Linked DNA regions of Mus musculus: regions 1, 2, 3, 5 and 6 are each linked to region 4. A link is a contact called in public ChIA-PET, HiChIP or PLAC-seq, Micro-C and promoter capture Hi-C data. All regions are on one chromosome and are shown on one strand. Each heading gives the region's core, a stretch centred on a gene start, on an enhancer-like site or on the middle of the called end of the contact. The rest is flanking DNA. Distances are from core to core; before and after follow the strand shown. Region 1 holds the start of Pxn (paxillin). Region 2 holds the start of Ssh1 (slingshot protein phosphatase 1). Region 3 holds the start of Cox6a1 (cytochrome c oxidase subunit 6A1). Region 4 holds the start of Fam222a (family with sequence similarity 222, member A). Region 5 holds the start of Srsf9 (serine and arginine-rich splicing factor 9). Region 6 holds the start of Acads (acyl-Coenzyme A dehydrogenase, short chain).

Region 1 (3,097 bases), core at 399-2,898, 940 kb after region 4:
ACCATGCCTGGCCAACAGTTTACATTTTTATTTGTCAATGATTTTAGATAGAGTCTTATATAGCCCAGGGTAGTTTCATAATCAATATTTAGCTAAGGATGGCCTTGAATTTCTTATTCTCCTGCTTCCACTTCCTAAGGGTGGGGATTTAAGTCCTATGTTACTTGTTGGGCTGGTCTTGAAGTATGTATGTATGTATGTATGTATGTTTTGAGACAGGGTCTTATGTAGCCCTGGCTGGCTTTGAACTGAACTGACTGTGTGGTGTTAAGGACAACTTTGAACTCCTGATAAACTTGCCTCTGCCTACTAAATTCTGGGATTATAGTCTTGTGCCACCACACTCAGTTTGTGTGTGTGTGTGTGTGTGTATTTATTTTTAAAAGTTTTCAAAAAATTTAAAATTTGAGACAGGTCTTCCTATAAATTGCCCAGTTTAGTCCTTACTCTTTCTCTAGTCCAGTGTAATCTTGAATTTGAAGACCTGCCTGCATCTCCCAACTAGCTGAGATTATAGTCCTGAGCTACTACACCAGGCTTTTATCATCCAGTTTCTGAGTCCCCTGGGCAAATCTGCCAGGATCCGGGAATGAAGTTTTGGTAGTTTTTGCTTTGCTGTAATGTGGGGTAAATCTACCTTGTGCAGAATTTTGGCAGTCTCTAGGAAGGGGGAAGCAGGGAAAGGGGTAAAATGAAAGGTTTCATAAGCTCTAAAGTACTGGATCTGGGGCCAGAGTTGGTCGCAGCCACTGCTGATGTTACCAGTCAGGACAAAGGTCTCAGGTTCCAGCCTGGCTGGAGGTACAAAGAGACCCTGTTTCTCCGGGCAGTGGTGGTGCATGCCTTTAATCCCAGCACTCAGGAGGCAGAGGCAGGCGGATTTCTGAGGCCAGCCTGGTCTATAGAGTGAATTCCAGGACAGCCAGGGCTACACAGAGAAACCCTGTCTCGAAAAACCAAAGAGAGGGCTGGTGAGATGGCTCAGTGGGTAAGAGCACCCGACTGCTCTTCCGAAGGTCCAGAGTTCAAATCCCAGTAACCACATGGTGGCTCGCAACCATCTGTAACGAGATATGACGCCCTCTTCTGAAGACAGCTACAGTGTACTTACATGTAATAAATAAATAAATCTTTAAAAAAAAAAACCATGAATTGTTTCAACATTAATTCAAATGAATACTTTAAAAAAAAAAAAAAAGAAAAACCAAAGAGAGAGACAGAGAGAGAGAGAGAGACAGAGAGAGAGAGACCCTGAGAGAGAGAGACAGAGAGACAGAGAGAGAGAGAGAGACCCTGTTTCACAAAAACTACATCTGGGATATTATTCTGGGATGACTAGCACTGCCATCAGTCCAAAGGCTCCAGGCAAGCCGATTTAATCCTCCTGGGAGGTGACCTACAGGGACAGGTGGACAAATCCGACTCTCTTGAGTGACAAATCTGCCACCGACTCTCTTGAGTGACTAGTCTGCCAGAAGGTCGGGTCAGACTGAACGCAGAGGTTCATGGCCTATAGACGCCACCAGCCTGTCCAGCCGCCAGGGGGCGCCACGACCACGCCCAGCTTTCGCCCCCTGCGGGATTGGGCGTGCTGGGGGGGTGGGGGGTCGGAGGCGGGGCGTGGCCAGCGTGCACGCGGGGGCGGGGCTATCCTGTCGCGGGCGCGCGCGCCGGCGGCGGCGGCGGTGGTGGAGGAGGAGGCAGCGCGGCAGCGGGTTCCGTTCCGGGCCGAGGCTGGACGCGGAAAAGTTGCGGGGCGGCGAGGAGCAGCCCGGAGACGGGCAGCGAGGGCGACATCGAGCCGGGGACTGGCGTCTGAGGACCAGCCATGGACGACCTCGGTGAGTGCGGGAGACGGAGGGCGGAGCGGCCGGGGCCCGGCGGCCGCCGATCCCACCCTAGCGCCCGGCTGGGCTGCGGTGCCTACGGCCCGGGGCTGTGCTGGCCGCTCTTCGCTGCGGCGCCTGAGGACCTCGATCCCGTACTGGGTGTTCAGGGACCCACCTCTGGGAGAGGCGCCCCGCTCCCGGGGCAGACCTCCTTGGCTTGCAGGAGACCCTCACTTGGCTTCCCCACCCCCACCTCAGAGCGTCTGCCTATGGGACTCGGTCTCAGAGGCTGTTTCTTCTATGACCCCCCTCTGTTCCCTCCAGGCCACCTTCCACTTTGCACACTGCCCCCAGACCCCCCACCCCGTTTCAGGGATATAGCCCCTTTCGAGAGAGCCCACCCATTTCCTATCACAGCCCACAGAAAAGCTTGTGAGGACCACACCCCCATTCTAATGACAAGTGTCCCCGGGGGTACTGCATATACACCCCCCCCCAACCCCCACCACACACCGTTTCAAGTCTGGTCACCCTGTATTACAAGATCAAGTTTAAACTTAGAAAGGCAAGTTTGGGGGGGTGGTGGCTTATGACTCCCGCCTCTCACCCACCGTTCCCAGACCCTGGTGACATGCCAGAGGAATGAGAAGGGGAATGGGCCGCAGGCTACGGCCATCTCTGAACGTGTCCTGGCTGGCAAGGTCCCCCACCCCCAGCATCAGAGCTGCTGGAAACCCCACAGGTAAAGAGGACAGGACACCCAGAACAGAGTTTTAACTGTCCTCGTGTTATTGGAGCCCAGAGGCCATTCTTTTCAGCCCACACTTGGTCTGCTGTTAGGACAGAGGAAAGGAAAGACTCTCCTGGAAGTGGATTTTAAACCCAAGGGGGTTGATTCAAGGCTTCTAGGAATGCCCAGTGAATCCCAGCGTGAAGGAGCCCCTGTCTTCCCCTCCCCGGAGGGCCCCTCAGCTGAGGAGGTGTGTGTGGGATAAAGTCCCTTCTCTGTAGGAGCCTTGTCTTCACTCTCTGGACTGTGGGTGGCTTGTATGACCGCTGGTGCCATCCGTGTCCCTGGCTCTGAGGAGCAGATTCACTAGATAAGACTGAGGGACCTCTCAGGCAACACAGGGTACCAAGTTAAGACTGGTCATTTTTAAAACTGGCTACAGTTTCCTTGTGGGATCAGGGAGCTGGTGTAACATCCTGGAGGCTGGGATGGTGTTGGGTCCTGCTTGGTTCACGGAGTGGGCTGTCTGCCAGGCATA
Region 2 (3,458 bases), core at 630-3,129, 570 kb before region 4:
CATCATATAATGATTTAAAATGGAGGCTGGAAGGGGGCTGCAGAAGAGAGCTCCGCAGTTAAAAGCATTTGCTGCTCTTCCAGAGGACCTAAAAGCAGATGCCCAGATCCACAACCTGCAGCTCACAAGCCCCCTGTAAGCCTAGCTCCACAGGATCCAACATCCTCTTCTGGTCTCCGTGGGCACCTGCATATGCCCAGAAGCAGACAGAGAGACAAACGCATGCACACACATGCATACACACCTTAATGTAATTTTTAAAATGTAGGTAGTGTGCGTAGTGCCAGGCACACACAAGGGTCTGGTTCAAACATTTAGTACTAAATAACATTAATAATAATAATAATAATAATAATAAAATGATTTTTAAAATGTCCTAATCAGTGTCCTGAAAAAAATTTACCCCCCATACAATGAATTCTTATAGAAAGGAAAGAAATGATTAGACCCAGTATGGGCAAACCTTGAGACCAGCACGCTTAGAGGGAGAAGCCAGACAGAGGCAACACTGCATATTTCCTGTTATATGAACTACAGCGTAGGCAAATGTAGAGAAGTAGGGGACGCCCCGGGGTGGGGGTGAAGCAAAGACAAGCGGTAACTGAGAAGGGCGGGGCGCTGAAGCTTCGGGACTGAGTGGCTGAGCGGGTGTGTCTACTAACGCTGACTTACATACTTCCAAAAGGTAAAGCCACAGGCTGTGAGTTACATCTCAACTAAAAAAAAAAAGATTAAAAGCCTAAAAATGTGTCTAATACAGGAACTGGAAGCGACCAAGTGTTAAATTCCCATAACATTATGGAAGTTGGCTAGAAATCCAGGCTGAGAGCCAGGTGTGGAAAGCTCTTCTGAACTGACAACATCTGAGACGCAGAGGCAGGGGGCCAGCCACAACTACATGATGAAGGAAGGAAGGAAGGAAGGAAGGAAGGAAGGAAGGAAGAGAATTTCGGCTGCAAAGGCCTGTACTGCCCCTCCCTGCTTCCCTATGCTCCTGTAGTTTCCTAGGAAGAACACAAGATAAAAGGCACTTTGTAAACTGTTGTAGGGGAACCGAGCTGTGTGGGAAGAGAGGCCTTACTACAATCTAACTTCTCAGTTGCCCTGCCTAATTGTGTGCAAAGAGGAGGCAACCAGAACCTTCTGCCTGCAGATAAAACTCATGAAAGAGTCTCAGACAGAAAGGGCCCTGGAGGCTTAACCTCACAGCCATTCTGCAAAGATGCCTGCCAGTCCCCGCAAGACGAGCCCAAAACGCACCAACACGGGCACGCAGGGGTGCTGAGCCAAGTCTCACGCAGACACACAACCCCGGGAGAGGGCCCAGATTCCAGCTGGCAACTTCCTGGGCCTGCGGGGCTAGCCCAGCACAGCGGGGCGTCCCCTGCAGCCGGCTGGGTCATCCGGGGTTTACTCCGAGGCCTTAAGCTCATCAGGGGAAGGGGGTGGGATGAGCCCGGCTGGGGTAGCACAGCCTGGGGCAGGCCGTCCTGAGGACCCGGACGCTCCGGTCCCCATCTACCCCGATTAAGCAGCATGAGCTCAGGCCCCGAGCGGAACCCGAGACCCTGCAGCCCAGAGCCGACCAGAGCCTTTCCTGGTGCCCTGCGATCTGGAAGCATCCCCCCCCGCCCCCCCACCTCCGCGACCCCAGCCCGGCGCATGCTCAGTCACCGGGACGCGGGGACGCCCGCACCCCAAGGGCGGACGCACCTCCGCCTCACACCTTGTGGGAGGGTGCGGCCGGGCTCACCTCGCTGTTGCTTGCGGAGGAAGACGCGGCGCTGGGCGTGGGAGAGCGCTGAAGGGTCACCAAGGCCATCGCGGCGCGGGCCCGGCCCGGGGCCTCCAGCAGCCGGCCGGGCAGCCGCGCCGGGCCCGCCCCTCGCTCCCTCCCTCTTCCCTCCTCCCTCCCGCAAACTCCCCACCCCCCACCCCCTTCCCCGGCTCCGGAGTCCGCCGGGCCCGCAGCGCTCGGGCAGTGATGCGCATGCGCCAGTGACCGGCCTGGGGCGGGCCCCGCCGCGCGGTCACGTCCACTCGCGCGCGCCCCCGCGCTGGCTGCAGCCGCCCGGCCTGGGCCCCTCCTCCGCCGCTAGACTCGCGGGCAGCGTAGGGAAACTGAGGCCTCCGAAGGCAAGGCCAGCAGAGCAAAGCTGCCCAGAGTTTGTAAAAGACTCACTCGTTTATTCTTTCAAGGAAAGTTACTCTGCTCATACAAAGTGCGGGGCCTCCCCCCACCCCACCCCACCCCCGGGACTGTGAAATCCGCTTGCAGAGTTGCTTTGCATAGGATTGGGGTGTAGCCCAGTAGCAGGGTGTCCCGCCGGCCTACTCAAGGTCCTGGATTCCAACGCCTGCACCACCAAGGGCTGATCTAATCTTCGAATTCCTTCTGGTGTCTAGAAACGCAGACTAGTGGGTGGCGAGAGGAAAGGCTTCTCGAAGGAGTAGTACTTGCTAGGAGGCAGGATTTCCGTGAGCTGGACTAACCCACGGAGGGAGAGAGAACTGTGGGCCGGCCAGAAGCTTGCCCGGGGACAGCAGTGGGGATAAGCGGGCGCGTTGCATTGGCTTTGGAAAGGTTGCCAGTGGGCCAGGGTGAGGGACCCCAGCAAGGCGGTACTGGGCAACTTGATAGAAACTTCTCTTTCACAGAGCCCCGACCCCTACTCTGGACCTCTTGTGGTACCCAAGCCTTGCTAATCACAAGTCTCCAGTCCCACTCCATCATCCTCAAAGCCCGAGAGGAAACCTGGCTCCTCCCTGCCTCTTCCACCGTCTTGAGGGTATCAACAGTCTCCATCCTCAAATAAGGATTGTCTTTCTTTTTAAATTTTTATTTATTATTATCTGTGTGTGTGTGTGATATGCGTATGAATACATGCATGAATCAAATTCAGGTCACTAGCCTTAGTGGCAAGGCTCCTTTATGTACCATGTAACCAACCCTTAAAGGGGATTTTCAGTGGGGTTACCCCGCAATGTAAGGAAGTTTCCAGTTGCTCGTATTTAACAGACGCTCCTGCTAAGTGCAAAGAGTCTCGGTTTTTAAAGATCTGAGAATGGCGCCATTAACTGCCCCCTATGTCGACACAAAGCATCCTCTGCATTTTCAGAAGGCAACTATGTCAAAACAGGACTGAGTATACTTTTTGTCTGTGAATTTGGTCCACAGTTTTTCAGCACTAAGTAAGACAGGTTTTGAATGGCAATACCCAGCAGGGCTCCCCTCTGTTTGGAGCTATTCTTTGGCTGATAGATGATCACGAGTGTTCCAGAATGCCAGCTTTGTGTGTGTGTGTGTGTATATCTGTGTATGTGTGTGGGTGTGCATGTGTGTATGAGTGTGTGTATATGTATGTGTATACATATATGTGTGAGTATGTGTGCATATGAGTGTGTGTATGTATGTGTGTGTGAGAACATATGCATGTCACAGTTTGACCACCTGCAGA
Region 3 (3,082 bases), core at 520-3,019, 780 kb after region 4:
CAGTCTAATCAAAAACTTACAACGCTCCTCTTGCCTCTGCCTGCAGTGCTGGGGTTACAGCATGTATGACTCTGCCAATCATAGTTTTGTCTGATTTTGAGACGGGTCTCTTTATGTAGCCCTGGATGTCCTAGAATGTGCTATGTTGACCACCTGCCTCTGCCAGCATGAATATTATTCTGTGTACATCTCTGTGGGTATATGCACGAGTGTAGGTGTACACAGAGACCAAAGATATCATCCCTGCCTGCAGCTGGGGCTAAAGAATGTTGTGAGCCACCCACTGGAAACTAGGCTCTTCTGTAAGAGCAGCAGCACTCTACACCACTGAGCCCTCTCTCCTGTCCCTTCCCCTCCATGTTTGAAAAGCATTGCTCTTGGTCAATAGCTCACAACCATTTTTGGCTTTCTGTGGTAACCCCATTTAGCCCAAGCTAATCTCCATTTCATAACGTGGCAGAGAATAACCAGCAACTACTACTGATAGAAACTTCCTGATAGCTACTACTGAGAAAACGCTTGTTTTCTGACCCCAAGTGCCAGGGGCGGGATATGGGAGCATTATCTAGAGGCCTTAGGAGGGGGGTGCTACTGCCACCTAGTGGGCAGAGCCCCAAGGCAAGGCTGCTGTCAAACACCTTTTCTTTTTCTGAGAAAGTCTCCCCCCTGGCTGTCCTGGAGCTCACTTTGTAGACCAGACTGGCCTTGAACAAGACATTGGCTCTCTTTGGCCTCTCAAGTGCTGAGGCTGTACGGGAACGGCATGGAGCCTTCTGGGTTGTAAAATTGAAGTCTAGAATAAGTTTCTGCAAGGCCAGTCTTAGGTGAATTAGGTGATACAGTGGAAGACGGGCTTGTTAAAATACATCATGAGACATTATAACTGTCTTTTTTTTTTTTTTTTTTTTTTTTTTGGTTTTTCGAGACAGGGTTTCTACACGAACAGCCAAGGCAAAGAACTGATAAAACGACAGGCACTGTGAGAACCAACGGGCAGTCTGTGCTTAAGCCTACGCCAATCGCCCGGATCCCGGATCACCTTCAGGATTTGCGGCTATAAAGGGACACCCCAAACCTCCAAACTTTCCCGCAGGAAGCTAATAAAGTGCACCATTGGACAAAAGGTGACAAGTTGGAGGAGCTGAAAGCCCGCAGGCATTTACTGGGTGGCCTTTTAAGAAAACCGAGCCACGACCTACAAACTGGCTTCCCTTCCGTCAAACGAAGAGTAAATAAAATATTCTATCTGCACGGACGGACAGGCAGCCAAGATCCTAAAACTCCCCCAAGGGCTGGGCCAGGGGAGTGGACAACCCCGCAATAACGGATGCCTGGAGGACGGACGGACAGACGGACAGTAAAGGCGCAGCGCCTACCTTGGTCCTGATGCGCAGGTGAGGGTAGGCAACGAACGGGGGTCTCTCGTGCTCTTCGTGCCGCGACTTGAGGAACACGTTGAGCATGCTCACTCCCACCCCGGGCAGCGCCACGAAGTAGGTGAGGGCCTTCCACATCCGAGCTGCGGCGGGGGCCACAACGTCAGCCTCGGCCGCTCCCTCCCGCCAAGGTCACCGCCCCGGGCTCCGGCCCCGCCACGCCGCCGCACGCCACCCGCCGAGACCCCACGCCCATCCGAGAGCCCCCGGGTACCTGAACCCTCCTCGCCGTGGGCGCCACTCGACATGGGCCGCCTCAACCCGGGGAGGGCCCGGCCCAGCGGCCGAGAGACCCGAGACGCTGACAGCACCGCCGACGCCATCATGGAACTACACCGGCGCGCCGGAAGCGGAAATGGGGACGGGCGAAGGGGGCGGGACAAAGACGCCGAACGACGTTCCTATTGGGCAACGCCTTCTCAGACCTGGCTAGGAACTCCAGCGCCTGCGCACTTTATCCGTCCCTGGGGCGGCTGGAGCGAGAGCGCGCATGCGCCCCGTTCCTGTGCCCCATCTCCCTGCTTGTCAGCGCCTAGGTGAGGATGTCCGCGGAACTGAACTTTTGCGAGCTTTTCTGGTTTTAATCGCTCCCTTCTTTGGAGTCCCTGGACAGGATCTGAAGTGCGGAGAACAAGTCACGTTAGCGGAGGCGCCATTCTCTTTCCTCGCTCGCTGCCTTCTAATTCCGCGATTTCCCAGGCCCTCGACAGCCCTGTCCTTGTCGTTATCATTGTCCCTATCGCTCTTAAAGACCGTTGTTATTCTCTTCCGTTGTGCCCTACATAGACTGTAAAGTCCGCAGTGCTTAGATTTTTGCCAGCGCTGCATCCCGAGAGTTACCCGAAATCTTTCATGGCAAGTAGCAGGTGCTTTATGCAATTTAATGAATGAATGTATGAAACCGTGTATTAATGAGTCAAGGAACAGACCCAGGAACCAGTAAGGACCCTGCAATTGCCAGCAAATCTGGACTTTGTTTAGCTCCATATCCTCAGCGTTTGTTCAATGTTCCTGCTCCCGCTTTGAATACTACACACATCTGTTAAATTTTGTCTGTAGAACTTTACAAATATCTCCTTTTTCCCTTTTTATTTATTTATTTGTTTATTTATTTATTTATTTATTTTGGTCTAAAAGCCTCGCATCTTTAATGCTAGTATCTGCGAGGAAGACGCAGATGGAACTGACCCCAGGCCAGCCTCCTCTACAGAGTTCTAGGCTATCCAGAGGCTGCATAGTGAGACCCTGTCTCCATAAAAACAAAAACAACAAAACACGCTGTACTGGTTAGTTTTGTGTCAACTTGACACAGCTGGAGTTATCACAGAGAAAGGACCTTCAGTTGAGGAAATGCCTCCATGAGATCCATCTGTAAGGCATCTCAATTAGTGATCAAGGGGGAAAGGCCCCTTGTGGGTGGGACCATCTCTGGGCTGGTAGTCTTGGGTTCTATAAGAGAGCAGGCTGAGCAAGCCAGAGGAGGCAAGCCAGTAAAGAACATCCCTCCATGGCCTCTGCATCAGCTCCTGCTTTCTGACCTGCTTGAGTTCCAGTCCTGACTTCCTTTGGTGATGAACAGCAGGGTGGAAGTGTAAGCTGAATAAACCCTTTCCTCCCCAACTTGCTTCTTGGTCATCATGTTTGTG
Region 4 (3,292 bases), core at 680-3,179:
ACAGACATTTTAACAGTTTAGGAATCTGTGTCTCCCAGGGTTCAGTTTCCCTGTCTGCTACCTGTGGGCTGTCAGGCAAGTAAGAATGGAAACACCTACTTAGTTTTAGGTGATACTGTGCCTCAGTTTCCCTACCTGTTAAATGGACGACAAACCGGAGCCTTACCAGGTATGGTGGCTTGTGGTCATATTTTCTGCACTCTGGAGGCTGAGGCAGGAGGATGGCTTGAAGCTAGGAGTTTGAGACCAACAGGAGCAACATAGAAAATACTAAGTGCCTGACTCCCGCGGTCAATGTATACATCTGTGGGATGGAGCTGACCAAGGATTCAGCATGTGGTTTGTGTTCCACAGATCTCAGCGCTGATGCCCAAAACTCCACCACCATCCCCAGTCGCTCCGTGGAAAAGGCAATCGGGAAGCTTCACGTCTTAGTTTTGTCCGTAAACTGAGAACAAGTGTCAAATATCAGTGTTCTCCTCTGTAAAATGTAGGCCATAAAGCCAATCTCACAGTTTTGAAAAATTTAAGTGTAGTATGCACTTTGCTCTGTGTGTGTGTGTGTTTAGGTTGTCCCAAGGTTTGATGTTGGGTCTTGCAAACCGCACCCTTTACCATTTGGTGTCACCCCAACCTATTTTTACTATCTTTAACACACTCCTCATAGGGCCTGTTCCAAGAGTAAACGGAATAATGCATAGTACCTACCCTCAAACAGGTACTCAGTGAATAGGATTACCTGCTTTCAACCCTTTAGGTCTTCGACAAAGGGACTACAACAACCAGCATGCCTTGCCCTTCCAATCGGGACTCCTTCGCCTGTTTTAGGCTCGCAGCAAGCCGGGAGTTGTAGTCCTCTAGGAGCAGGACCCGCCTCATCCCCGCTTGGGGAAAAAGGTTGGAGAGCCGCCCTGCCGGCCTTTGAATTTTGCCGCGAAAAGCGCGCGTGGCGGCCCCCAGCCCCGCCTCGCGGAGGACGCGGCGCCGCGTCACCGTGGTAACCGCCTCTCGGCTGCAGCTGATTGGGCCGTAACGCGGGGGGCGGACCGGGGGTGAGACGCAGCGGCAGGAGCGGGCGCCCGCGCCTGTCAGTCGTGCCGGAGCGGAGCAGCGGGCAGCATTGCCGGGCCGGCAGCTCTGCGAAGAGGCTGCGCGCGCCGGCCAGGCCGGGCGAAGAGCCGGGCCCGAGGCTAGGCGAGGGTGCTGGGCAGCGCGAGGTTGCGGCTCCGGGAGCCCCGCGAACCGTCCCGGGCCACGGGCACGGGAGAGACCTGTGCGCCGACCGCTGCTGCGGCGCTCGAGCACCATACCGGGTGCACGGCTCTCCATCCCCGAGTCTGCCCTGCGCCTGCTGGATCTGCTGGTCCTCAGCGCCAAGGCCCGCGAGGCTACATCCCAGTCTCTGCCGCTCGCTGCGGCTGCCACTGCCGCTGCTCGCCGGCTTCCCCTCCCCCCACACCCGGAGCTCGGAGCAGGAGGAGGAGGGGCCGGCTCATTCTCGGCGCTGCTCTCTGCAACCTGCGGGGGCCGGTGCACGCCGGGCGAGGAGCCCGGGCCGCTGCAGGTGCGTGCAACCCTCCGAGGAGACGGACTCTCCACCTCTGAGCAAAGCCGGGAGCTGCAAGCCGAGGGCGGGAGGGCAAGCGAGAGGAAGCAACAAAGACAGGCTGCAGCTGGGGCTGGCGAGAGGGGCCGCGGCCGCCGGCCTCCCAGCGCGGACGGAGAGGGCGCCCTGGGAGAGGCGCGGGCAGAGCTGCAGCGGTGAGCCGGGCCCCGAAGGGAGGCGCAGCGCCTCCCGCCGGACGTATGGAGCACAGTCTCCTGCGAGGATGCGCCGCCTGAGCGCGCGAGCGGCCGGGGTCCCAGGCGGACGCGACGGGTACTGAGAGGGGGGAAAAAAAAACCTTTTTCCGACTTCGGACGGCGCTTCCGGACGCAGGGATCGCCCTCACCGACGGCTCCCCTTTCCATACGAAGAAAGACATCGGCCCCCTAAGGGGGCCTTTCTCCAGCAATCTTTATCACCCCTGCATGGCCGCAACCCGCAGATCGGAGCGTCGTGGCCTCTGAGATTTGGTGCCCTTCGTCCGACTGCCTGATACGGTGAGTTGCGGGGTGCAGAATTTTGGGTTTGAGCTGGGGACAGCTCCTCGCAACCTGGCAACCTGGACTGGCCCTAAAAGGGCCCTAGGTTGTTGGGTGCCCAGAGACAGCAATGCTACTTGTCCACCCTTGTCCTGCCCACACAACTTATTTGGACTGGCTGGAGTGGAGATTGTGGACCCTCGTGGGTATTCTACTGACATCGGTATTTGTCAGAGGAAAGGCACCCCACCCATGAAGCTAACAAAGGTGGTGGCCCTGTCCTCTGGAGATTCTTAGGGAATCTTGTACTTTTGTAAAGATTGATTGGGGGCAGCCAGGGTTGGCCAGCATGGAGGGGGTCTACAAAACCACCTTTGGGATCTTAAAGAGACAGAGCTCAGAGACAGGGAGTCCCAAAACTTCATGTCTGAGGATGGTGTCTTTCCAGGCAAGACATTTGTGTGTCTATTGTTACAAATAACTCACAAAGACAGCATGTTCCAATGGGCTGCATGTGACATCACTGCCCGACCTTTGATGTCACCAGAATTGTGACAACACAGCTGGCTTTGAGTGGAGCCAGAATGGCCAAGGCCGAATGCCTTGGTGTAGTAGAAGGTGAAGGCCAACTCCCTGTCCTCCCCGGCCGCAATCTTATGACCTAAATCCCCACTCGAGGTGGGGGAGGGAGGCAGGCAGTGCCAGCTGTCCCTGCCCCTGAGGACAGGTGTTCAGAACTCTGCCTATGTCTCCTGCAGTGTCTGGAGTCTCCCAGACTCCCAAACAGAGCAACCTCTTACTTTTAAGCAGGATGCTTAAAAGGAGGTCCCCATGAACCCTACCATGTACCCAGCCAGCAACTGGAGTTCCCAGGGTCCCCAGAAAAATGTGGGCTTCAGCCTTCAAACAGGCTTCTCTTGAAAAGGTGAATGTCCTGCCTGAGCCAGAGAGAGAGGGGAGCCAGGACCTTCCTGGTGTGTGTGTGTGTGTCTGTCTGTCTGTCTGTCTGTCTGTCTGTGTAAGTTCAGGGAACTCCCCTGCTCTTCAAGGTAAGGGGCCATGGTCCAGCTGGGACTCCTGCCTTAGCTGTTCCCCTTCTGTCATTTAAGATGACTTTGACAAGCAGTGTAATAGATGCTCATTAAGCAAATACCAGGCCAGGGGGGATAGGTGGAGATGCTGAGAGCCCTCCTCTCCCCACCGAACT
Region 5 (3,080 bases), core at 489-2,988, 760 kb after region 4:
AAAGGTGTGCACCACCACCGCCTGGCTTTTTTTTTTTTTCTTGTATATTTTCTTCATTTATATTTCAAATGCTATCCCAAAAGTCCCCTATACACCACCCCACCCCCCTGCTTTTTTTTTTTTAAGACAGTTTTTCTCTGTGCCTCCTTGGCTGTCTTGGGATTAGCTCTGCACACTTGGCTGGCCTTAAATTCACAGAGATCCACCTGCCTTTTTTTTTTTCTCTAACTACACAGAATACAAGGATAAACATAAAGATATGTAATTTGAGGCTTTTGGGTTTTTTGTTTCTAAAGATTTATTGTATGTTCATTGGTGTTTTTGCCTGTATGTCTGTCTGTGTGAGGGTGGCAATCTCCTGGAACTGGAGTTACAGACAGCTGTGAGCTGCCATGTAGGTACTGGGTATTGAACTCAGGTCCTTTGGAAGAGCAGTCAAGGCTCTTAATCACTGGCACCATCTCTCCAGCCCCTGGACATATTGTTTTATGGTGTAGCCTTAGGCTGGGATCCAAAAATCTTACAGAGAACAAATGAAACAACAACCGAGCTGCCTAGGGTTACAGCTCTCTATCATCTTGCTATCTTTGCCTTATATCCCTCCAGGCATCTAGGTTTGAATAGTTTTTCAGGGTAGGATCTCAGTAAGTTGTTGTCAAGGCTAGCCTAGAATTTTAAAGTCTCTCACCTTAGCCTCAGGAGAGTGAGATTTACTGGCATGCATTCCCACTCACTGTTTTGTTTGGTGAGGTTGTTCTATAGTTTAGAATGCACAAATAGGCAAACTCTACAGTGATGCTTGTGGTGATATGAAATAATACATGCGTATCCTCCACAGATTCTCTTTTCTCTCTCTTTCTTGGAGACAGGGTAGCTGTGAAGTTTCAAACCCGGGATGATCCGCTGAGGTGCCTATATAAGATACCAAAGCAGACCTGGTCTCCAGCTTCTGGCATCCTCCAGTCCTTATCTGTTACAGGGTTTGGCTGACATACCCCGCCCTCCAGGCCAGGGGCTAGGCTGCCCTTCCCCTAGAGGCTCTTCCCTATATAATCCAGACATCTTGACTACCTTCCTCTTTTTACACCTTTTGACCTTCTGACTGCAGGATCTGTTTCCCCTCTCCTTCCCGCCTCTCCTCACAGGGCCCAGTTCTGCCTGGTCTCGTCCCCTTCTGGACTCTCCTAGATGGCCTCCCTCTGAGTATAGTATGCTCTCCCACATACCTACAATAAACCTTCTTCTCCACTATACCTTTTATTTCTCTATGTAAACCAGGCTGGCCTTGAACTCATGGAGATAGTTGCTCCTGCCTCTGTCCGGGTTCGGAGTGTTGGAACGAAAGGTTTGCGCATCCACTCTCCATTCTCCAGAAACTCGGACAACCAAGCTTTGGCGACCATCTCAGGCTTACACCTCGGGTCTAAGGGACGACTACAGACCTGAGACCGAGGGCCAGGATAGCCCAGCGCTGGGCAGTCTGAGGGCTTCTGTGGGGTCCGCGTCCTTCTCCTCAGAAGGACAGCCCCAAGCTTAGTGACCTACCAGCTTAGGAGGCGCTCGGGTCCCACCTCCGGGAACCTTCCGCTCGCATCTCTAGGGAGAGACCCCGCCCTCTGCGCAAGCGCACCTCGCGGCGGCGGCTACCCCTTTAAGATCGCTTTAAAAATCCTCCGACCGCCGCCCCCTCCCGCCCCCGCTTCCTCACGGCTTCCGCGCCGCGTTCCCACAATGCAGTGCGGCTGAGCGCCTCGGGAGCCCGCGGGGGAGGCTGCGGCGGGGGGCCCCGGGCTGAGGAGGCGGCGTCGGCGGCGGAGGCGGCTGCGACGGGACGTGGGCTGCGGCGGGCCCGCGGCGTCGGCCGGTGCGGATGTCGTCGGGCTGGGCGGACGAGCGCGGCGGCGAGGGCGACGGGCGCATCTACGTGGGCAACCTTCCGTCCGACGTGCGCGAGAAGGACCTCGAGGACTTGTTCTACAAGTACGGCCGCATCCGCGAGATCGAGCTCAAGAACCGGCACGGCCTCGTGCCCTTCGCCTTCGTGCGCTTCGAGGACCCGCGGTGAGGATTCCGCCGGCGGCTCGCCCCATCTCCGCCGGGCCCGGCCTCCCCTCCCCTCCCCCAGCGCCTTCCCCTCCCCCTCCCCGCCGTGCTGACCCCTCGCGGCGCCCCCCCCCCACCCCCGGCTGGAGGCGGCTTTGCCTGGTGTCACTTCCTTCAATCGGAAGGCTCCAGCCCGCCCGACTTGCCCCCGAGGAGGGTAAAAACCAGCGCGCTCTGCCCAGCCCTCGAGTTTGGGAAAAGCACCCTAACGGGAAGCACCCCGAAATGAGGGAAGCGCGGGGCTCGGGTCCCCCGAACCGACCCTGCAGAGGACTCGGCCGAAGGCGACAGTCGCCCATCCCGCCCCCTCCTCCCGAGTCCGGGTTCGGGTCTGTGGGTGGGGGTGGCCCTCGCCGTTACCGGGGAACAGACGGCGTTGGCGGGGACCACAGGTTGCCTTGGGCGGCTGAAAAGCGGGGTGTCTGGAGCCAGCCCTCACTTGGGCGCCCCACCGAGCCTAGTTCTAGTAAAGGGGGATCAGATTAAACAGCGGGAGAGAGAGACGGGTGGGGGGTTAGCATCTCTGATTTCATTCCCCTCTAATGAGGGAAGTTAATTCCCCGCCAGAAGCCAGAAGTTAATTGTAGCAGGGATGTGGAAAAGCTAGGCTCCCCCAAAACCCGCGCCGAAGGATCTTTGATTTTTTTTTTAATTATTATTTTTATTTTTTTTGTGTGTGTGTGCAAATGTCGTGAGCCCTGGGTCAGGAAGAGGCCGGAAAGTATGCTTTAGTTTAGAGATCTCTGCGCCGTTGGCGGTCGTCCCCTTGGGAGGGTCAGTAAGGACCTGTTCCCTGTCTTCTCAGCCTCGTTGGGAGGAGAGCTTCATCTCTGCCTGCCGACCCGGTGTCTCGCCGGCCTGGGTTGGAGATTACGGATTCACAGTAGAAGTACTCCGGACTTCGATGGTTGAAGACTAACCCAGCTTATCCCCTAAGTGTCTTGCAGTTTGCCTCAAAAAATAGACTGAAGCTTTTT
Region 6 (3,149 bases), core at 367-2,866, 550 kb after region 4:
TATCAGAGGATGATCCGAGTTAGGGAAGGACAGTGTGAAAGATCTTAAGACTCCTTTCTCTTTATGTGTCTGTGAGTCTGTGTTTATGTATGTACACATGCATGCAGGTACCCACAGAGGCCAGAGGAGGGCGTCAGATCCCCTGGACCTTACAGGGGATTAGGAGCTGCCCAACATGGGCGCTGGGATCTGAACTCAGATCTTCTGTAAGAAGAACAAACGCTGAGGTAGCCTGGAGTTCAGGCTAGCCTATGCAATAAGTCAAGATTTCATTCATCCCAGGGTCTGGAGGAATGGTTCAGCAGTTAAGAGCACTTGTTGCTCTTTCAGAGGAACCAGGCTACAGAGTGGCTAATTGTCTGTAATGAAAGGTCCAGAGGATCCAACACACTCTTCTGGCCTCTGTGGGACACGGCACACTTATGCAGGCACACATGCAGGCAAAGCACTCATACAAATAAAAATAAAAATAAACTTTTAAGAAAAAAAAAGAGCACCACTCCACCCCCCCACCCCCCACCCCCCCACCCCTGTCTCAATAGAAAAAAAAAAAAATGTATTGATACAATGTCAACAGAGTGTTACAGAAAAGCCCAGGCTAACTGAATGCTTAACTGCTCGCTAAACACTTCCTCCATATAATCCCATTTACAACACCTCGGAAATGGATTTTAAGTTTCACTGGGTCTGGGGTCTGGGAGTTCTATAAAATGTGGACAAGAACAGAACTCAGCTCCCGGCAGTGGAAAGATTAAAGAAGTACTTAATGGCTTATTTAACACTGATCTAATTGTTAATGTGACTCTGGATTAGCCAAAGGAAGCGGTGGCCATAGTGTCAGGGCTGCTGCACAGGAGAGGAAACACTATTAAAAATAAGTATGCCGGGCGTGGTGGCTCACGCCTTTAATCCCAGCACTCAGGAGGCAGAGGCAGGCGGATTTCTGGCTGGTCTACAAAGTGAGTTCCAGGACAGCCAAGGCTATACAGAGAAACCCTGTCTCGAAAAACAAAACAAAAACAAACAAACAAAAAAGTAAATGCTAACGTTAAGAAAACACGTTAGATGCCAACCACGATGCATCCTGTGATTTAATAGAGCTCTGAGGATGGAAACAGTTGACACTTGGACCACTTGATGCAGAGAGGTTGAGAGTTATGTCCAAGGTCATAGGTCGGAGTTAAATGCCAAGCCCCTCCCCCCACCCCCCGCCATGAAGGACCAACTCACCCAGAACCTCAGCTAGGACTGAAATGGCGTAAGGGGTGTGGATAGGGCCGCATAAGGGGAGCTGGCGATGAGGGACCCGCGGGAAAAGCGCCGAGCAGGAGCCCGGATCCCTCAGAGTCTGGGCCTTGCACCGGCCAGAGGCTACCAAACTAGGACAAAGGCCACGCGCAGCCACTGGGTGCTGCCCACTCGTCTGCCCGGGGCCACAGCAGGACCGGCCGCCAGGATCTCCGCCCTGTGACCCGCCCTGGGGCTCCGCACTCACCTCTACGGAGAGGGCCACGGGCCCGGGCGAGCAAGGCGGCAGCCATGGGCACAGACCTCCAGGACCTCCTGCAGCAGCTCTGGAGTTCCGGACGGCAGGGGCAGGGCCTGGGCCACGCCCACACGGCTGCAGGGGCGGGGCCGGCGCCGAGCCCGGGCCACGCCCACCGGGCCGCAGGGGCAGGCCTGAGACAGGCTCACGACCTAGGGTCCGGGCCTCACCCAGGAAGTCAACTTAATTCCAGCGACTTCTGAGCCTGAGGCAGAATTGCAGGTTCTCCCTGTATTACGGAGTAAATTCAAGCCCAGCTTGGGCAACTTTGCAGTATCTTCAAAATGAAAGTTTAAAGAGGGCGTGAGGAGGTCCTCCCTGCCTAGCAGACATAAGGCGCTGGGTTCAGTTTTAGGGAGAGAAGAGAAGAGCTAGCACCTACTCCTGCCCACCCACTTCTGCATCCTGTCAGCTGTCAGCGTAATCCCTGGCTCCCTGACCATCTTTGCTCGGCCACACAAGGCAGGCAGCTTTTGCCCTCTTGCCTGGATTTCATGCTACCATTCCTAGCCCACAGTTTTACATCCAGCCTTTTATTTTACTTATTTATTTACTATTCATCTCTCACACTAGTCTGTGGATTCCAAAAGGGCTGGAAGGGGGCTGGTGAGATGGCTCAGTGGGTAAGAGCACCCGACTGCTCTTCCGAAGGTCCAGAGTTCAAATCCCAGCAACCACATGGTGGCTCACAACCATCCGTAATGAGATCTGACTCCCTCTTCTGGAGTGTATGAAGACAGCTACAGTGTATGTACATAAAATAATAAAATAAATCTTTAAAACAAAACAAAACAAAAAACAAAAAGCCTGGAAGGCTCAGTATCTAGCCCATTGCATGGGGATGCTGGGCAGGAAGATTCCCTCCAGCCCTCAGATGTGAATGTGAAACAGAGCTACTGTCTTCTGCACCTCGTGGGGGGGGGGGGGGCAGAGCCCTGCTGGGAGTAGGGGTACTGCCCATTAACTCCAAGGGTTGAGGGTTGAGTCCTAGCACCCTCAGAACAACTTCGCTCGGTCCCAGAGACTGTCAGTGTCATTAGCTCCCTGGTTTACATGCACCCTACATATCTGCTCACTGAACTTCACAGCCCACCACTACCTAGAAAACAATACACTGAAGAGAGGGTGGTAGTTTAGACTGCAAATGATCCCATCTGTCCATTTCTTCCCCCACCCCCAAAGTCTGGAACTGCCTTTAAAGGGGGGGGGGGGCTTTCAAATAACGTGCTGACTCTTTGCCCAATCCTCTGGTCATCCATCCGTCTTCCCTACCTGGTCACCAGACAGAACCGGATGGAAGACGAAAGAGAGACACTGGAGCCTGAGAGGTGGTGCAGAGGGTAGACTTCACATGTGAGCATGACCTGAGTTGGAACCCCAGCATCCATTTGACCTGGGTGCAGGATTCCATCCGATGGGGACTGCAAAGACAAGGATTCTGGGAGCTCACTGACATCCAGTCTAAAGGGGCTGGTGAGTTCCTGCTTCAGTAAGAAAAAACTGTCTCCAAAAACGAGACAGCTGCCAGGCTCTAATGGTGACATGACTTTAATCCTAGACCTGGAGGCAGAGGCGACTGGGTCTCTGTGAGTTCCAGGCCAGC

The links. Promoter capture Hi-C pulls out the DNA fragments that hold promoters and counts their contacts. Hi-C and Micro-C count contacts between places; a contact is called where the count stands out from the background. ChIA-PET counts read pairs in DNA pulled down with a chosen protein or histone mark. HiChIP or PLAC-seq counts read pairs in DNA pulled down with a chosen protein or histone mark.
Region 1: a contact with region 4 is called in a promoter capture Hi-C map of pre-B cells, with 4 times the contacts expected there. The contact joins the promoter of Pxn here to the promoter of Fam222a in region 4. A contact is called at or near these places in 2 of 39 promoter capture datasets (liver and pre-B cells).
Region 2: a Micro-C map of embryonic stem cells shows a contact between it and region 4, with 4 times the contacts expected there. The contact joins the promoter of Ssh1 here to the promoter of Fam222a in region 4. A contact is called at or near these places in 2 of 484 Hi-C or Micro-C datasets (the G1E-ER4 cell line and embryonic stem cells), 1 of 115 datasets of contacts at active chromatin or transcription factors (bone marrow-derived macrophages) and 1 of 9 other capture datasets (adipose tissue).
Region 3: an RNA polymerase II ChIA-PET map of memory CD8 T cells shows a contact between it and region 4, with 6 read pairs. The contact joins the promoter of Cox6a1 here to the promoter of Fam222a in region 4. A contact is called at or near these places in 1 of 39 promoter capture datasets (pre-B cells), 1 of 484 Hi-C or Micro-C datasets (CD4 T cells) and 3 of 115 datasets of contacts at active chromatin or transcription factors (bone marrow-derived macrophages, large pre-B cells and memory CD8 T cells).
Region 5: a promoter capture Hi-C map of pre-B cells shows a contact between it and region 4, with 2.6 times the contacts expected there. The contact joins the promoter of Srsf9 here to the promoter of Fam222a in region 4. A contact is called at or near these places in 2 of 39 promoter capture datasets (hematopoietic stem and progenitor cells and pre-B cells).
Region 6: a FOXA1 HiChIP or PLAC-seq map of pancreatic cancer cells shows a contact between it and region 4. The contact joins the promoter of Acads here to the promoter of Fam222a in region 4. A contact is called at or near these places in 3 of 39 promoter capture datasets (liver and pre-B cells) and 1 of 115 datasets of contacts at active chromatin or transcription factors (pancreatic cancer cells).

What each region holds. Positions count from the first base shown.
Region 1 is chr5:115,505,028-115,508,124 of GRCm38.p6, forward strand. Pxn (paxillin) reads left to right here and starts at 1,649. Exons shown (of 12, transcript NM_133915.3): 1 at 1,649-1,841. The coding sequence starts at 1,829.
Region 2 is chr5:113,991,911-113,995,368 of GRCm38.p6, forward strand. It overlaps Ssh1 (slingshot protein phosphatase 1), which reads right to left and starts at 1,880. Exons shown (of 15, transcript NM_198109.5): 1 at 1,754-1,880. The coding sequence starts at 1,822. It overlaps Gm52825 (a long non-coding RNA gene), which reads left to right. Exons shown (of 3, transcript XR_003955978.1): 3 at 1-324.
Region 3 is chr5:115,347,189-115,350,270 of GRCm38.p6, forward strand. It overlaps Cox6a1 (cytochrome c oxidase subunit 6A1), which reads right to left and starts at 1,770. Exons shown (of 3, transcript NM_007748.5): 1 at 1,651-1,770; 2 at 1,377-1,519. The coding sequence starts at 1,759.
Region 4 is chr5:114,566,322-114,569,613 of GRCm38.p6, forward strand. Fam222a (family with sequence similarity 222, member A) reads left to right here and starts at 1,930. Exons shown (of 3, transcript NM_001004180.1): 1 at 1,930-2,103.
Region 5 is chr5:115,325,439-115,328,518 of GRCm38.p6, forward strand. It overlaps Srsf9 (serine and arginine-rich splicing factor 9), which reads left to right and starts at 1,739. Exons shown (of 4, transcript NM_025573.3): 1 at 1,739-2,061. The coding sequence starts at 1,871.
Region 6 is chr5:115,117,730-115,120,878 of GRCm38.p6, forward strand. Acads (acyl-Coenzyme A dehydrogenase, short chain) reads right to left here and starts at 1,617. Exons shown (of 10, transcript NM_007383.3): 1 at 1,496-1,617. The coding sequence starts at 1,541.